Linked DNA regions of Gossypium hirsutum: region 2 is linked to region 1. Evidence: chromatin contacts called from public Hi-C data. All regions are on one chromosome and are shown on one strand. The core of a region is the stretch at or near the end of the contact, and the rest is flanking DNA. Distances in the headings are between cores, read along the strand shown. Region 1 has its middle 45 kb from the start of LOC121208799. Region 2 has its middle 6.0 kb from the start of LOC121208442.

What was found. Hi-C and Micro-C count contacts between places; a contact is called where the count stands out from the background.
Region 2: a contact with region 1 is called in a Hi-C map of fibers, with 3 times the contacts expected there. The contact joins two enhancer-like sites. A contact is called at or near these places in 17 of 34 Hi-C or Micro-C datasets (anther, callus, fibers and 4 more).

What each region holds. Positions count from the first base shown.
Region 1 is chrA10:94,888,277-94,891,358 of Gossypium_hirsutum_v2.1, forward strand. It overlaps the pseudogene LOC107895532. Among protein-coding and RNA genes, the nearest start is that of LOC121208799, 45 kb to the left of the region's middle. Within about 2 kb of position 1,650, at least 3 of the 9 cell types and tissues checked have an H3K27ac peak or open chromatin away from gene starts, as enhancers often do. A contact at or near this core is called in fibers, where this site is marked.
Region 2 is chrA10:95,078,342-95,081,423 of Gossypium_hirsutum_v2.1, forward strand. It overlaps the pseudogene LOC107896710. Among protein-coding and RNA genes, the nearest start is that of LOC121208442, 6.0 kb to the left of the region's middle. Within about 2 kb of position 1,515, at least 6 of the 9 cell types and tissues checked have an H3K27ac peak or open chromatin away from gene starts, as enhancers often do. A contact at or near this core is called in fibers, where this site is marked.

The DNA.
Region 1 (3,082 bases), core at 400-2,899:
ATCAAAATTTTATATCCCAATCTTGTAAAAAGCATCACATTTATATAGATATTTATGAACGCTTACTTGACGAATAGGAAGACCGAGGGGGTTGAGGATGACATCAACTTTTGGTGCAATCACTTCTGGCGGATGATGATATTTACAAGAGGATCCGTATTTACAATTTCTTGTTTTCATATAATACTGACATTCTGGTTGACCAGGTCTCTCAGGAAATGATCGCTCCTGAATACTACTCGAAGGCACAACACTAGAACGTGTGGGTTGATAAGATCGAGTATAGGCAGGTGCTGAAGGAGATAATGGTGTCACCCCAAACATTGAGCTTGATCCAACAGCGGGTTGAGTACCGACACTAACAGCTGCCTACACCATGTGCATTAACAACCTTAACAATAAAACTAGATTATGTTTAATCACAATTAAGGAAACTGAATAAATTTTAATTCACCTACCGGATAGGGATTCCAACTTGGAAAAGAAACCATGCCTGGGGAAATAAGCAATTGACCATAAGGGCCTTACACATATGAGCCTGGCATCAGGGGAGAACTTGCCATTACAACTCCATATTGTTGAGACAAAGGGCCAGATGGTGATTGCGTCCTGGGATATAATGTAGGTGCAGAAAGTGGAGTTGGCAGAGGTGCAACCTGAGAAGTTGGAGATGGTGGGGGAACCTCTACAGCTGGTAGTACAGGATGATGGAATTTACATGTTGCACCAAACTTACACTGCCCCGTCTTAACAAAGTAAGAACACTCTTTTTCACCCTGTTTTAAAGTGCAATCCAATTATTAAGCGAACTTGAAAACTAAATATGTAAATGATCTTAATGTGAAGAAATACAAGCCGGACGTAATGGATATCCCAAATAGTTTAGTGGCACTGGGCCAATAGAATCACCTCCCTGCTTAGGATGATGGTATTTACAGGAAGAACCAAATTTGCATGTCCCCTTCCTCATATAATACTGCAAATCAAAAAAAATAAAAATAAAAACCATAATCAACATAAAAGGGCAACTTACCAGACACCATTTCCCTAAACTGTTAAACCAATCACAACCTATTCACTGAAAATTCAGGACCTTAATCCTCTCCTTCTAAACATAAAATGAAGTGGACATAAAGGCATACTTAATTACAAAGAATTTAGCAATGCACATTGTTGAAATTATAGCAATTCGACACATATACCCCGAGTTTGCCAAACATTTAAGACACAATCTAATTCAATAGTACCTGACAAACTGGCTGGCCCACTCTCTCCGGATACTCCCCTACATCAACTCTTGCAGCTGCCATAACCTAAGGCAATCATCATCATCATCATCATCATCATATGGCATTTCTTTCAACAAACACAACAAACAAGAATAAATTATTTCTAAGACAGCAAATTACACTAGCTCCCAAGGCATTAACAACAAACTTTTCATTTTTTACCTTACAATTCGATACCTCATCACTCCAAAGATCATAATCAAACAAAAATAACCAATAAAAACCCGTCAAACCCTTGTTGACACCGCAATGACCACGGTTCAAACCCTGTTGATGTAATTCCCCCTCCCTCAATTATACAAAAAAAAAAAGCCCTTCAAAGGAAACTTCAAGTCGGATAAGAAACAATGAACAATTCAATCAAATTATCAACTATTTACCCCTGTACGATCACGTGGATGATTGAACCGACACTTGGAGCCGTATCCACAAAACCCAGTCCTCAAATAGTAAATACAATTAGCTTTATTGGGTCGCTCCGGGTAAGATTCCGACTCACCCCCTAATCCCAACCGCCAAACTGGTTCTGCATTTCAAACGAAAACCTCGTATCACATCCCACATTACACAAAAATCCTGAATCCCAAAACCAAAGAAAAACAAATAAGTTAAGAAGAGTCCTCTTTACCTTCAAGCCCCGTTTCGGGTCCCGGAGCTGCCCATTCCGGTTGCGGATCGGACTCTGGGTCCCGCTCCGTTTAACTTATGTACAAGAACCTCCAAAATAACCCAAATTGTAAATCCGATCAAATGGGTGTGCACGTCTTCTTTTCCAAAGAGGAAAATAACAAATAAACCAAAAAAAGAAAAAAACAAATACCAAAGCAGGAATATCGGTATAGTTCAGGGGCTTAATTGTGATTAAAACTTTTCTAATTTTTCAAAATTGAAAAATACCATTAATAAATAGAAATAATAAAAGCACCTTTGATACCTATTTTTTTAAAGGTTAAAATATAGATTTTGTACTCGTTCTAAATTTAAAATTTAGTCTTTATACTTTTATTTTAAAGGATTCGATATCTCTACTCTTCTTATTTCAAAACTTAAGTTTAATTATTAACACTGTTAAAATAATTTTATTAAATTCAAGTTCATTATAATATTATTTTTTAGTTACAATTAAAATCGAATTTTAAAATCTAAAAAATAAAAGAACTAAATTTCTTAAAATAAAAGTATAGACACTAAATTTTAAATTTAAAATGAATACAGAAACTATGACATATTTTATTTTTTTATAATAAAAACATGAGAAATAAAATATATTTCTTTTATATTTATATTGATTCAACATACTAAATCTAATATATGAAAATTGTTAAAAATTTTATTTTTGCCCTTATATGAATTCGAACCAAGCCAATTCATTTAAAATTAATAAAAATCCTTGTTTTGTTTTACAAAACATTTTCAGTGAAAACAATGAAATTTTTCTTTCTAATTTTTACATATTTTTATTTTTTAAAATTATTTTTTAAAATTATAACCAAATATATTTTCTTTAATATTTTATTTTTTCCAATAAAAAGCAAAAATGGCCTCTATTTCTTGGAACGAAATAGAGCCTAATCTTTTGGAAGTTCATAACTACCCCTTTCAAAGAATATTATCTCCAAAATTTAAATACAAATTTTCTACTTGATAATGTAATTTAACTTACCCTTACTTTTAACTCTTGTCAATAATTTTTTATCATTATATTAAACTTTATTTTAAATTTTTTAAAGCATTTATTTACAATATTATGATTAATATTTGATATATTATTAAGATGTTTTAATTTCACAAAT
Region 2 (3,082 bases), core at 265-2,764, 190 kb after region 1:
TTGATATGATGTTTGACTCAGGCATTCCATTATCTCTCAAAAAACTTATATTAGGTAACATATAAACATCAAGTGGGCATGAGGTAAGAAATGGGTAACGTTTTATAGCTTGAACAGCATTGTAGATTGTAGCAGATTACTAAGTTGATTGAAACAAGGGATAATTTTTTTCTCTAAGCTACGAGTTAAAACTTTAGGGTTATAAAATAGGATTTTGATAAGTTCAGGGCTTGAAACACCTCTGGATTGGAAGAATTGGAGTTTGGGCAAAAGGGTTTTCTCGGCATTGGAGTAGAGCAAACCAGGCCGAACTTTGATGATTTTTTCGATTTGGGTTTTCGAGAAACCATGTTTCTGCAAGAACTCAAGAACCGAATCGGGCTTTTCTGGGGTTTTGAAAAGGAGATACTTATCAGCCGCCATTGCTGATTCGGGTGAGAACCCGAGTTTGTCTTTGAGGTAAGCGACTACAAAAGATTGGGATGGGTCTGAAGAGGATTTTGAGATGAATCTAACAGTGAGGGATATCAATGGCCTCGACCAGGAATTGTTCATAACATCGTGTGAAAGTCTACTGAAAACACTAGGATTGAACATTTTAGGAGTGGAAATGGATTGAACTACTCACCCTGGAAACTGAAAAGCTTTCAAATTTGAAAAGAAGCTCAAGGCAAACGGGAGACGAGTTTGGACTTGATAGCTAAAACTAGACGCTTTTCCTTCAGGTTCATTGAAACCCAGAGCTTGGAACTCTTCAATTTCCCTGTTATTTCCATCGCAGAGTTACATTTATGTAGCTAAATCACTAATTATCATTTATTATTTTATTAATGGATAATTATAAGATCCTCAATTTAAATAATAAAATAAAATATACTATTAATCATTTAATTATTAGTAAATTTTAACTACAATATTTTTTAATTTCGTTACTAATATTATCATTTGATTTTACAATGGTAACCGTCTCTTTAATAGTTAATAGAAACGACGAAATTATTGGTTCACAAACATATTTAGTCCTCGTGATTTATAAATTTTAAAATTAGTTTTAATTCTTAATAATTTACTGAATTTAATTTTTGAAATTAAAACTCAGATTGAAAAAATCTAAAATTTTCAAAATCCCACCAATAAGTTTCCCGCATTTCTTTCCATTCCAAATAAAATTTTAACCAGAAGGATTAAAACTCCACTTCTTCGTTTCTTTCACTTCTTTCAATTTTAAGTACTTACAAAAACCCAATTTCTCAAGAACATTGTGAATCCTCGGTCGCGTTGTGTTTTTGGTGGTTTAAAGATTGGGATATCAATTATGTATTCTACTGAGAGACGGAACAACGTGATCTGAGAGATTGAATCTTCTTCACAATGTCAAGTTGAATCTCCCATGTTTGAAGTTTTTTTTTTTTTGGTAGTTGAAGAATAAATTAAATCTTCACTGAAATAATTGGTGGGTTTTCATGGAGGAGTTTTCTATGCTTTTTTCTCTTTTTTGCTGTTGAAAAGTAAATTGAAGCTTTGTACGATGGGTGGGTTTTTTAGGAAGGTTTTTATGAGTTCTTGAGAATAATCTAAAATTTTAACTTGAAGTACTAAATTTTAATATGATTCCAGCGAGATTAATTGACGGGTTTCAATTTTTTATTCTAAGTTTTTAGTTTGCACTAAATATGTTTCCATCCAGAATCATTTCAAATCCAAATTTCCATCTGTTTCTTTTTTTCTTTTTCTTACTTACTCTTCGATTTCGTTCTTTCAAATCCACAGCAGTTATGTTACTCAATGAGATGAACAAAGGGGGAAAATGATGGTTGGGTGGTGGAGAATGAGAAGGATGGGAAGAGTTTTCTGTTTCTTGGGGAAGTTTCAATTTGGAGTTCTTCTAGTAGGGTGTCTACGTTTTATGAGTTGTTTAACTGAAGTAAAAAGTGAAAATTAATACTTTTGATAGTAACAGTGATATAACATTTTAGGATGAGACATGTCAAGGTAATTAATGACCAATTATTATGTGTTTTCTTGTGGTCTTCAATTAATCAAGTCCGTTCTTAATATTTTGGGGGTTCTAGGTAAAATAATAAAATAATATTTTAGGTTTCTTAAAAATTGGAGAAAAATTTCTTTAGGTCCCTTAAAAGTTAAATAAAAAAAATTTTGGGCCCTTCAAAGCTAAAAAATAATAATTTTTGAACCTCTTAAAAATTAGAAAATAATATTTTAGACCCCTCTCAGCTTTGAGTATTGGGCGACTGCACCTCTAAACGACCCCAGAGATGGGCCTGCATATAGTCTTAGCAATGGTGCATGGTTTTAATAGTTTGTTAGGCTAAATTTTGTTAGCTAACTATATAGGTTTGCGGTGTCGTTGGTTTCATTAGAAGACACATGTTAAGCTCTTTATGGATACTCTGTGAGATTCACAAATTAGAATATAAGGTCTATGAGGTTTGCTACATAGGGTATAACAATTACCCCAAGCGAATAAAGGTTATAAAGTAACATTAGCAAATTTATTGGGAAGTTCATAGTACGGGTGTAAATAATGAGGGTCTAGGTGGTTAACTTGAGGTTTGTGGTGAAGTATGACATTTTGTATTAGTGTTTTTATTTTGCATATAAGTATTTTAAAATTTGAATTTTAAATTTTTAAATAATTGAAATTTTTAAATTAATTAAATTGTAGTAAAATAAATTATTCTTTTATGCACATTCATTTAAATTTAATGATAAAATTTACGAAATATTTGATATCTTGCGGTGCATTTATTGGGTTCCTAGTGTAATTGTCATTAATTTTTATATTCTAATACATGTGTTATGTTTCTAGGTATAGAAAATAATGCGTGTGGGCACGTGATAACTTACTTGATAAGGTTTCAAAGTAATTGAAGACTTTCGTTTTAACTTATAAATATGGATAAAAATGTGGAATTTTAGCATCATCTTTTTCCTACTTCTCTAATTTCTGCAATTTGCATCTGCTATCGCTTATCTTTTATCGTCTATTTGCCCAAGTATTTTCCTAGTGCAATTATTACTGGTAGGTCTCATTTGTCTTTTCTTTTTCTATACCATTATT